4 separate regions of the Rattus norvegicus genome follow, and all the other regions are linked to region 2. The links are chromatin contacts, called in public Hi-C maps. All regions are on one chromosome and are shown on one strand. Each heading gives the region's core, a stretch centred on a gene start, on an enhancer-like site or on the middle of the called end of the contact. The rest is flanking DNA. Distances are from core to core; before and after follow the strand shown.

Evidence for each region. A called contact is a pair of places that touch in the nucleus more often than the background predicts.
Region 1: a contact with region 2 is called in a Hi-C map of frontal cortex, with 2.9 times the contacts expected there. The contact joins the enhancer-like site here to the promoter of Sgk1 in region 2.
Region 3: a Hi-C map of Schwann cells shows a contact between it and region 2, with 4 times the contacts expected there. The contact joins the enhancer-like site here to the promoter of Sgk1 in region 2. A contact is called at or near these places in 4 of 12 Hi-C or Micro-C datasets (the A7r5 cell line, the Rat2 cell line, Schwann cells and 1 more) and 1 of 1 datasets of contacts at active chromatin or transcription factors (oligodendrocytes).
Region 4: a Hi-C map of the A7r5 cell line shows a contact between it and region 2, with 3 times the contacts expected there. The contact joins the enhancer-like site here to the promoter of Sgk1 in region 2. A contact is called at or near these places in 3 of 12 Hi-C or Micro-C datasets (the A7r5 cell line, the Rat2 cell line and mammary epithelial cells) and 1 of 1 datasets of contacts at active chromatin or transcription factors (oligodendrocytes).

The regions. Positions count from the first base shown.
Region 1 is chr1:25,053,945-25,056,947 of GRCr8, reverse strand. No RefSeq gene overlaps it. Among named protein-coding and RNA genes, the nearest start is that of 1700020N01Rikl, 160 kb to the left of the region's middle. Within about 2 kb of position 1,532, at least 8 of the 93 cell types and tissues checked have an H3K27ac peak or open chromatin away from gene starts, as enhancers often do.
Region 2 is chr1:24,803,509-24,806,243 of GRCr8, reverse strand. It overlaps Sgk1 (serum/glucocorticoid regulated kinase 1), which reads left to right and starts at 1,413. Exons shown (of 12, transcript NM_019232.3): 1 at 1,413-1,548; 2 at 1,698-1,773; 3 at 2,159-2,234; 4 at 2,405-2,509; 5 at 2,609-2,692. The coding sequence starts at 1,473.
Region 3 is chr1:25,024,944-25,027,730 of GRCr8, reverse strand. No RefSeq gene overlaps it. Among named protein-coding and RNA genes, the nearest start is that of 1700020N01Rikl, 190 kb to the left of the region's middle. Within about 2 kb of position 1,265, at least 49 of the 93 cell types and tissues checked have an H3K27ac peak or open chromatin away from gene starts, as enhancers often do. A contact at or near this core is called in the A7r5 cell line and Schwann cells, where this site is marked.
Region 4 is chr1:24,973,408-24,976,199 of GRCr8, reverse strand. It overlaps LOC120098893 (a long non-coding RNA gene), which reads right to left. Exons shown (of 3, transcript XR_010058885.1): 1 at 1-2,792. Among named protein-coding and RNA genes, the nearest start is that of Sgk1, 170 kb to the right of the region's middle. Within about 2 kb of position 1,424, at least 10 of the 93 cell types and tissues checked have an H3K27ac peak or open chromatin away from gene starts, as enhancers often do. A contact at or near this core is called in the A7r5 cell line, where this site is marked.

The DNA.
Region 1 (3,003 bases), core at 283-2,782, 250 kb before region 2:
ACAGGCCAGCCTGACTTTGAATCCACTGTGGAGATAAACCTAGTATTGCCGTTCTGCTATCCAGACATGGCAAAACCATGTATCTGTATCTCTCTCTCTCTCTCTCTCCCTCCCTCCCTCGCTCCCTCCCTCCCCACCTTGTTTTTTTGAGATGGGGTTTCCCTGTGTCGCCTGTAGACCAGACTGGCTTTGAACTCAGGAGCGCTCCCTGAGCCACCACAGCCAGTGATCCAAGCCGCTCTCAGGTAGAGCCAGAGAAGCCTCCTCCTCACAGGGTCACAATGCAGAGCCTCGGCCAAGTAGAAAAGGGTAGAAAAACCAAACCATGGGAGCTGGAGGATGGGGAAGAGTCCTGTCAAACACAGTCCTCCAGAGTCATGACTGCTGTCTGCACTGACTCACTGCAGCAGTGCTCACCTGCACAAGACCTGAACGGGGCGCCTCAAGCTCCGTCAGTGCTCTAGAAGGGAGAACTGACTGGATTGTCTGCATGGGGAAAGAGAACATGAAGACTGGAGGCAATGTGTTATAGGACTATCCAAGAGGAGTTGGAGGCAGGCGTTAGGGGTGTTATCAAGACACAGTGTACAGATGTATGAAATCATCAAAGAACAAGGAAAAGTAACCTATTTTTAAAAGATGACCTTTCAACCTTTCTGAATGGAGAGCAGGAATAAGGAAATAAACCGAGTGTGGTAGTGCACACCTTTAATCCCAGGATTTAGGAAGCAGAGGCAGGAGGATTACCACAAAGCCAAACTAGCCTACCTGGCAAGTTCTGAGTTCAGTGGAATTCTGTATCAAAAGGAAACCCAAATGGCAAATAGTAGATTAATAAATTAATAAATAAGCAAACAAACGAGTAGAAGACATTAAACTACATACTGTTTTTTTAAACATATATTTTTATCCATGAAAACAGCTGACCTGAGTATATCAAGTAGCTGGACGTAAAGAGTTAAGTAATTTAGCATTCGGCCAGTTCAAGAACAGAACGCAGTACTGTGTGGGTAGCGTTTTCTACGCTCAGACTCACACTGCTTAGAGATGTGGCCACCCTCTGAAGACCAGAACGTTTCCTTCACACTGTGGCACACTAATACATTTTGCCACAAAGACAGAAGTGGACCACATTTTGTGTGTGTGTGTTTTTATTACTTCAATCTGACCGTGGTAACTGGCGTTTCTCCCTTTCCCTCAGCGTCCCTGTAGCTTTTGCTCCGTTTTCCTGTTCTCTCTCCCCAAGCCTTCCTCACTTCTGCGTTCTTGACCCCATTCTTCCTGAATCGCCATCTCACCATTTGTGCTTGTTTTCAAACTAGTGCGTCTCGCCCATACATCTCAGGACTCCATCCCTCAGGAGCAGTCCACAAAATGCCAGTAAAAATCGTCTAATTTGTTAATGCGTGTCTAAAAAGGATAGCTAGTGTCAGAGGAGTATAAAAATAACTTGGAGCAGAAGGCTGAAGAGCAGGGAGGGGAGAAAATACACATAATAACCCGCTCGTTGGTTCGTTGCCTCAAAGAACAGCCCACGTGTTGCTGCCCGTGATGGCTCTGCTGGAGCTTGTATACAACACCCACCAGAGGCGGTCCAGGCCACTGACTCCCACGTCTCGTGCCTGTCTTACCTCCCGTGTGTTCCTTTCCTGGCAACTGTGACGGGAATATCATAGCTTTTTCCCCCCCTAATCATAAGTTTCCTTGGGAAAATGTCTTGGATACTATATAAATGACTCCGATGCAATTCTTGAAGTGTTCACTAAAACCCATGAGGCCCACAATTATGATTTTCATGTGTGACCCTGGTGATTTGTCTGACTATCGGGCATTCAAAGACACAGAAAGGGTTCGCTACATCTAACGGGAAGGACGCTGTGCAGCATTTGGGCGGCGGGGAACATTTGGACTGCGCAGACCACACTGCACATGCGGCTCATCAGAGTTAAGAATAGTGGCGCAGTCTATGGTTTTCTCAGTTCAATTTAGCAGATATTGCCAGAATAGCACTGTTCTGGATTTGGGGGAGGCGCAAGACAAACTCGTCTTGAGGAGCAGGGATAAGCTATGGAAAAAACGGGCCTACCGAGTTCTGGTTATACAGAGGCAAGTGCGGCGATCGATGTAACCTGTAACCCGGCAAGACTTCACCCGGACTTTAACACTGGGCAGACCGTGAGGGGGCGGAGGGAACGGTCCAGCAAAGTGGAAACGACTCACCTTTGAGCTGTGGAGGAATGGTGGCAAAAGAATAGAAAGTTAAAAGGATAGTCAGTTATGTGACTTATGCCGGCTAACAGATCAGCAGAGGGCAACTGGGCACGAGGTACAAGAGCATTGCTCGCAGGGCGAGCTGTGACTTTCCCAATTCAAGGGAAAAGCTGGAAGCAGGCAAAGTGCTGCTCCCTCACCTCAGGGCTCTCTTCTCACTTAACAGGAAGTGAGCATATTGCTAACCGATACTCTTAGGTCGTGAACTCTTCATCATTGCCTCCTAAGAAACACAGTCCACAGATTCACATCGTATTAGATATTGTTAAGTAACCTAGAGATCCTTTAAAGAATCCGGGAGTATATGCTTAAGTAATATGCAAATTCTATACTATCTTAGACAGGGATGTGAGCACCCCCAGATTTGGGCCCTGGAACTAGTCCCTCACAGATGCCCAGGGATGGCTGTATTTGGTAAGACATTTTTTTTTAAATAAAAATTCACAAGATCGTAGAATTGTTTCATAAGAAAGTGATTTATAGCTTGCAAATTTATTCACTTGAAGAAAAATACTTAAATAACTTTCATAATTTGCAGCTAAGAGTACACTTCTTGAACTTCAGCCACAGTTGACTATGGCTATCTTGGACCCTCACACCCATCTCTCTCTCTGCACGGCCACAGATTTAGGTCCAGCTGATCGTTCAAGGGACATACACATTCACGGTGTCATTGCTTTTCCTATAGCCTCTTTTCCAATCCTCTGGCGTAATCAATCTTTGCTAGTATTC
Region 2 (2,735 bases), core at 164-2,663:
GCGGCGGGGTTACTGCAAGACATTTCACTCCTGCCCAACTCAGGCTGCCTCCTGCGACTTCCCTCTGTCACCAGCTTTTTGAGACGAGTCTCTTACTAATATCTAAAGAGTTAACGGGCTTCAGTTATATGAACTTGCAAAAAACCAAGCAATAATATATAATTAAGTCTACCTGGATCAGCCATCAGGTAGCCCAAAGGAAAAACTGACGAGGTTTAAAACAATGCAATGCAATCTTGCAGATTTCTTTTGAGAGAGGGGCAGGCATCAGGGCAAGGGTATTGACTGCGCAAGGGTCACTCCAGGTCGGCCCCGGAGAAAAGCCCCTGCTCCCTCTTAACTTGCCACCTCCTCACGTGTTCTTGGCATGGCTAGGATTAAAATTTGCAAGGCTCAAAATTTATGCGGAAAGGACAGAATGTTCTCGGAGATTAGTTGGAAAAAAAAGTGAAATGAAGATTGTACTTTTTTTTTTCTTGTAGCGCAGAGACTTATTTCCGCCCCCTCCCCTACACATTCCTGACCCCCCCCCCCCCCCGCCCCGCTCTAGCCTTCCTTCCTCCTCTTCCAAGTTCTGGGATTTTTCAGTCTTGCTTGGTTTTGGCCAAAAGCACAAAAAAGGCGTTTTCGGAAGCGACTCGGCCGTGCACAAGGGCCATTTGTTTGTTTTGGGACTGGGGCAGGAAATCTTGCCGGCCTGAGTCACGGCGGCTCCTTCAAGGAAACGTCAGTGCTCGCCCGGTCGCTGTGGCCCGCTGAGCGCCCCTCGGTTCGCGGCCATGGGCGAGATGCAGGGCGCGCTGGCTCGGGCTCGGCTCGAGTCCCTGCTCCGGCCCCGCCACAAAAAGCGAGTGGAGGCGCAGAAAAGGAGCGAGTCCGTCCTGCTAAGCGGACTGGGTAAGTGCTGCCGCCCGGCTCGCCCGGACTCCGGGTCCGCGGAGATCAGGGCGGAGTACAGCGGGGGAACCTGGAGGCTGCGCGCTGGGCTGGGGACAGGGCACCGAGGAGGAGAGAGAGAGGGGGGAGAGGTGAGCGGTGAGCCGTGCATTGCGGTGTCCACTCGGGCAGCACGGGAGAGGAAATGGAAAATCACCGAGGCTCTCCACCCCTCCGGTTCCTTCCTCCGGCCCAGGCGGACGGAGGCAGAGTGCATCCCGGCAGGGTCCTGCTCGCGCAGCCTGTGGAAGCCTCGGTTCTGCCTGGGGCGACTGGCACGAATCGCTCAGGACACGGCAGCAACTCGCCCATCTTCCCGCAACTCGGTCTACAGCTTGCTGGGTGGCTGGGACCGGGCGGGCCGGCGGGCGGGGCCTTGTTGTGGGCGGGGCCCCGAGTGGCTTCCTGGTCCCGCCTGCCCCGCCCCCTGGAGGCTCAGGGCTTATAAAGTCGGTCGCAGAGCCGGAGCTCACTGTTGGCTAAGCCGGTCTCACTGCTCCTTTAGTCTCTTTGGACACTTTCCAAATATCGGGGCGATGACCGTCAAAACCGAGGCTGCTCGAAGTACCCTCACCTACTCCAGAATGAGGGGAATGGTAGCAATCCTCATCGGTGAGTGCTGGAAAAGCACCAGACTTGTGTAGGAGAGGCGCCGTGGAAATGATCCGGGGTTTTGAAGGTTCAGGATCAGATTAGCGTGTGGCGTCGGACGTTGCAGAACTGCCTAACCCCCTTCTTTTCTCTCTCTCTTTAAATTACAGCTTTCATGAAACAGAGAAGGATGGGCCTGAACGATTTTATTCAGAAGCTTGCCAACAACTCCTATGCATGCAAACAGTAAGTTTTGGGTTATTGGGGAAAATTGAAAGAATCGTTTAAATTTACTAGCAGCTAAAACTTGTTCACGGTGGCGAGGGGGTGGGGGAGCTGAAGTCTTTCCTCCATGGTAGATCTCTTCTGGTATTGAGCATTTTGCTTATTTAAAACATTTTAAACATTAGTAAGATTAATTCTTGAGAATGCTTAACCAAAATCCATGTCCCCTTAACAAACAAACCTTAATTTGCATTTAACTGGTTTGTTTTCCTTATGGGTTTTTGGAAGTAATTCATTCTGATGTTTTCAGTTTAAATACCGAACGGTTGAGTCAGAAATAGAACTTTTATGTATGTGTGCCCTCTGGTGGTGAATTAAGTTTCTAAAACAGCCCTTTAATCTCCAGCCCTGAAGTTCAATCCTATTTGAAAATCTCCCAACCTCAGGAGCCCGAACTTATGAACGCCAACCCCTCACCTCCTGTAAGTATATCTTGTCTGCTGGAGGAGAAATTATATGTAGTGGTCAGTCAAATGTTTAAGTACTGAGTCACTGTGAGGCTTTGAAAGGCGTATTTCATAAAGTATTTTATGTGTTAACAGTAAGGCTGTGTGCAGCTTATGTATTAAAGGATGACCGCCTTGTTTTCTAGCCAAGTCCCTCTCAACAAATCAACCTGGGTCCATCCTCAAATCCCCACGCCAAACCCTCTGACTTCCACTTCTTGAAAGTGATCGGAAAAGGCAGTTTTGGAAAGGTAAGTGCAACCCTGAAAACTTTGCAACTAGGCATGCATTCACTTTGATATTCTCCCCAAGGAGGATGGGAAAAATGACTGTCCTGGTTGACATTTCAGGTTCTTCTAGCAAGGCACAAGGCAGAAGAAGCATTCTATGCCGTCAAAGTTTTGCAGAAGAAAGCCATCTTGAAGAAGAAGGAGGTAAGGGTGACACCTGGTGGCAGGCCTGGTGAAGAACTTTTTT
Region 3 (2,787 bases), core at 16-2,515, 220 kb before region 2:
AAACAGAGAGAAGCCGACTGGACACGGAGTAGAGGGCAGAGCAGACTGAAGGAGGAAACCAACCAGACGCCTTGCTGGCCAAGGGCTGATGGCATCACTAACCAGCCAGACCAGAGGCCGAAGGCTAGGCAGCCTGGAACAGGCATCTTTAGACAACCCCGCCTCACTGATGCTTCTTAATTGGGAAAGGGGACCTGGTGCTACTTTTCAGGGGCTTCCTCCCTCCACCAGGAAGCAATTCTGTCTCCATAGTCAGTGTTCCTCCCTCTTCCATAAAAAAGGAGTGCTTACACAATGCCTTTGTCCTTCCTGAAGAACTTAGCCTGCATCTCTGTGTATTCGTTCAGCCATGCTCACACAAGTCTTTGCAATGCGGCCCCGCTGAGATGTAGACCTCAGTGTACTTACTGGCCGTGAGCGTGAGCCGGGGTGAGGCGTTAACTACTACTCTGTGCCTCAGGTGTTTCCTGCTCTCAGATTTCTGAAGAAATTCAGTCCACGTCGTGGGCGAGGGGAGAAAAAAGGGAAAGGGAAAAGAGAGAGAATGAGTCTAGAAAAACTGTATGTAGCAACTTACAATGTTCGTTATTAGCTGGATGTGGAATCGAGTGCCTATACTTCCCAGCACTGGGGGGGCGGGGGTGGGGGGGGAGCTCTAAGGGCAGCCTGGACTGCGCAGTGAAAGAACCAAAAGAACCAAAATCAACACCAATGAAAGGTCCATTACTGTTACCACATTGTTATTGTTTCCACTTAGTGACCCTAGGCAGTGGCTTTTTAAGACAAATCAATATGCAGGTAAACAAGAGTAGACAGCAGCAGGAACTGCCCTAGGCAGTGAGGACAAAGTTATACATCCAGGTAAATCAAACATGTCTCCAGCTACAGGCTGGTGGAGACGTGGGCTACTCCCCACTTGCTCCTAATCAGTGTGACAAATGCATAAAAAGGAAGAGACGGAGCTACACCGAGTCTCCTACAGAAGGAGGGGAGACAGAAGCAAAGAAAGCTGTGCAGGTACCGACGTGTACAGTGGGAGGTGAGAGGGCTGACGGAGTTAAAGCAAGCTTGGCTATGATAGAGGAGGAGGTAGGGTGGGGGTGGGGTGGGGGTGTCAAGGCACCAGGTATCCTAAACCAGGCACAGTCGGGATCACCCCCAAAAAGAAGGGAACTGAGGATATCTAAGCATAAGGAATGGGTGAGCATCTGAGCCTGGAGTAGCATCTACAGCAAGGGAGGAGTGGAACCGCACACAGGCTGGGCCTCAGACAGTGGCGGCTATTCAACATGACCTCAATCCAGCTGGCTGGCTCAGCCTGGGGAGGGCCTCTCTGTGCGCAACATTGTTTCTTTTAGGGAAAAGAATATTGCTTTAATTTCAAAAACGCTTCAGAGAAGAAAACGCTTGAGAAACCTGTTCCTCAAATGAATTTTTCCTACAGTATGTGAGGCTGTGTGAGCTTCTGGATTCTGAGGGTGGGAGGGGGGAGCGAAGGGGAACGGGGGAGGGGGGGAGACAACAGAAACCCAAACCCCGCCTCTAGAGGATTGTGAAGATGAAAAAGCAACTTCACTTCCTTCTGAAAAGATTGGAAGGTTAGTCAGAAAACTTGCCTCCAAATCTGCCCTATCAGGTTCAGTTCTGCACATTTTTCTCAAGTGGTGAGCGCTATCCACTCAGCACGTGCTGGCAGCGCTCCTGTGCCAAGCACCGTGGAAGTTCCTTAAGCATGTTATTTGGTTTTGACAACCCTTCCAAGTAGACATCACAATCCTCATTCAGGTGAGGACACTGAAACACAGGAGGTAGGTGGATAGTCCATCTATCGGTGGCAAACAGCTGCCACTGACACACACACAGAGACAGAGAGAGAGAGAGAGAGAGAGAGAGAGAGAGAGAGAGAGAGAGAGAGAGAGAGCCCAGAATCAGGGGTGCTCCAAAAGCAGGTCACACAACCGTTTCCCTGGATGCCTGGATGGATCAATAGACACTTAAGCCACTTAGACTCTGTCTTCTGCCTTAAAAAACAAATCTCTTAATGGAGCAGCTGGCTCAGGTAGCAGGTGCTCTAAATCTGTGCTGTTTGTCTACACTCGTCCCTTCCCCTGCACACTAGCCTTGTTCAAGTAGTGGAACAGGACAATATTTTCTGCATGCTCCTCAAGTGTATCATTTTACATGGCTGAGGAATCGTAATACCACACAGCCATAAGTCAATATTTACACTCATGAGTTGGAGGCTGATAAACTGAGCTGGAAACAGCATGAATGGCCAGCTCTGGAACGGTGGGAGGCACCAGTCAAACAGCAGCAGAGCCCATAAAAGTTCCACAGAGCTGTGAGTCAACAGGAAGAAATTTCGTACATGCCGAGGGCGACTGGGATGGCTGCGACCTCGAGAGGCTTGCCTGACTTCAGATCTTCCTTCCCGGTTTGACTACATGAATCACAAGCACACAACTAGTCATATTTATGAGCCTTCGCCCCTTCCTGGGACTCCCTTGGAAACAAACAGCAGAACCACGAACAATGTGTTTTCTAAGTCAGAACACTACCCAATTAGTCTAAGCGAAGTTGCAGTTAAGGAATTCCATCCAGCCTGACTCAGGACTTCACCCTGGTGACACCGAAACAAACAAGAGACCCTGCAGAGAGCAAGGATGATGATGACCCTGGTGAGGGGCAGATCCTATACTTGGATATTTTTCTGAACCCCCCGATGCTGAGGTGTAAAGTTCAGTAGTCAGCCTTTTAGAAGGTCTAGGGAGGTAGAGGACTTGTTTA
Region 4 (2,792 bases), core at 175-2,674, 170 kb before region 2:
TTTGCTCTGAATTCCTCAGCCTCCTGAGGACCAGGACTACGGGCATTCGATACCAGGCTCGGCTATATCTTGAATGTCTGGTTGCCAGACCTAAGGGACGATGTACTCCTTGGCCCCAGGTTTTAAGACCTTTGTGACGGGAGCCAGAGTATTCTAGCACTCCGATGTGGCAGCAGCTTAGAGATGACTGTCTTCTGGACAAGACGAGAAGCAACAGTGAGAAAAAAAGTTTACTAGAAGAAAACTCAAATTGAGCCCAGCGTGGTGGTACACTTGTGATACACAGACAAGTGACCAGCCTGGTCTATAAAGTGAGTTCCAGGACAACCAGTGCTACACGGAGAAACCTTGTCAAAACAAAACAAACAAACAAACAAAAAGCAAGAAAAGAAAAAGACCCAAGTTGTGTAAACTTCTTTCCGCCTGATATTCCAGCATTCTGAAATATTAAAATATAAATTTTGTTTTTTATTTATTATATGTGTGTTTCTGTGTGTGTGTGTTACATACTCATGTATGTGTGTAGGTAAGATACTTGCGTGTACAACAAACATCAGTAACCAATATCTTCCTTTATTTCTTTCTATTTTACTTTCTTGAGACAATGTCTCTCACTGAACCTGGAGCTGCTAGGCTAGGCTGTCTGGCTAATGAGCTCCCCTGGAACTGATCTCTGGAAGTTTAGGGCTGGCTTGGGTCTCAAAACCAAACCAAACAACAACAAAAAAATATGAGTGAAATATAAATACATAATTATTAACCAGAAAAATGTAGATCATGGGGCTAGAGAGATGACTCATCAGTTTAGAACACTTGTTACTCATGCCAAGGACCTGAGTTCAGGCCCCGGAACCTACATGATGACTCACAGCCGTCCCTCACTCCAGTTCCAGGGGTTCAGACTTTCTCTTCTTGACCTCCATGGGCCCAAGACAGACATAAGGTACATATCCATACCGGCATTGTCTTAGTTATGATTTTATTGCTGTGAACAGACACCATGACCAATGCAAGTTTTATAAAGGACAACATTTAATTAGGGCTGGCTTACAGGTTCAGAGGTTCAGTCCATTATCATCAAGGTAGGAGCATGGCAGCATCCAGGCAGGCATGGTGCAGGAGGAGCTGAGAGCTCTACATCTTCATCTGAAGGCAGCTGGAAGACTGGAGGAGGCTCTCCAAGCCCACCCCACAGTGACACACTTCCTCCAACAAGGCCACACCTTCTAATAGTGCCACTCCCTGGGCCAAGCATATGCAAACAACCACAGGCATGCAAAACATTCATTCATCTAAAGTAAGACAGAAGTCTAAAAGGCATTCTTCTTCAGTTTCAAGTGAAGCTTGAAACTCCCCAGCCTTGTCAAACACTAAGCTCAAAGAATAAGTAGGAGGGAGCCACCAAGGCCAGGCCCTCAGGACTCCAGGTCTAATGGTTCCTAACTCTCTCCCATTCTTTCTGGACACTTCATCCATCTGGCTGCCGGTCAGTCTGTCTCTCATAATTCTTGGGTCACAGAACCCAGCCAGCTACAGGAACCATGTTCAGTCATCTAGCTTATGAACAGAATGTGGTGCTCATGCTAAGGGTTGGGTACCCTGAGGATGACCGGAGTGACTCTGAAGACCAGTTTTGGAGCAGGTCACTGAGGGCTGAGGTCTTGGCAGCTGTCAAAACAAGGACATGCCCTCAGGGCATGTTGGGGCCTCTGATCCCCAGGATCTCCCACACTGAGACCTGCCCTGGAGCATTTCTTTCATTATCAAAAGATTCAGAAATGGGTCAGAATTCATTGACTAAGCTTTTATTGACTTCTTGACACCGGTAATTTCCATAGTTATTTGCTGTTTATTTTCAGTGGTTATAAAACCATGTTCCATTTTCTGTGTATGTATTTATGAACACATTTTATTTTTAAAAATAAAACTAAGCTCAACATTTTGCTCTTTCCTGCTAGGTGATCATTCTCAATAGATCAATAAAAATTGACTTAGTCATATAGCCAGCCTAGGGCTATCCATGGTAGCTAATATAAAACAATAATAATTAATAATATAATAATAATATAATAATAAAAATAATAATAAAGTCTTAGGGTTTTACTGCTGTGAATGACACCATGACCAAGGCAAATGATTGGGGCTGGCTTACAGATTCAGAGGGTCAGTCCAGTATCATCAAGGGAGGAACATGGAAGAATCCAGACAAACATGGGGTAGGAGGAGCTGACAGTTCTATATCTTTATCTGCTAGTGGAAGACTGACTTCCAGGCAGTTGGGTGAGGATCTTAAGACCACACCCACAGTGCCACACCAACTCCAACAGGGCCACACCTCCAATAGTGCCACTCCCTGGGTCAAGCATATACAAACCATCATATTCCACTCCCTGACCCTCATAGGCTTGTTTACACACATGAGTCCATGGGGGCCATATCTATTCATAGCATACTTTTAAAAAAGTACATTTAGTTCAACTTCCAAAGTCCCCAACGTCTATAGCAGTATCAACAATGTTAAAAGTCCAAAGTTCAAAGTCTCTTCTGAGATCCATCCAATCACTTAACTGTAATCACCAAAGCAAGACAGGAAACCAGCTGGGCAAACTCCAAACTCCGCATCTCCATGTCTGATGTCAAAGCCATCTTCAGATCTTCAGCTCCCTTTTCATCTTTGTTGACTGCAACAAACTTCTTTCTCCTGGGCTGGTTCCACTCCCTGTTAGCAGCTTTCCTCAACAGATAGAGCATGGCTCTGGCATCTTGAATATCTTAGGGTCTCCAAGGCAACT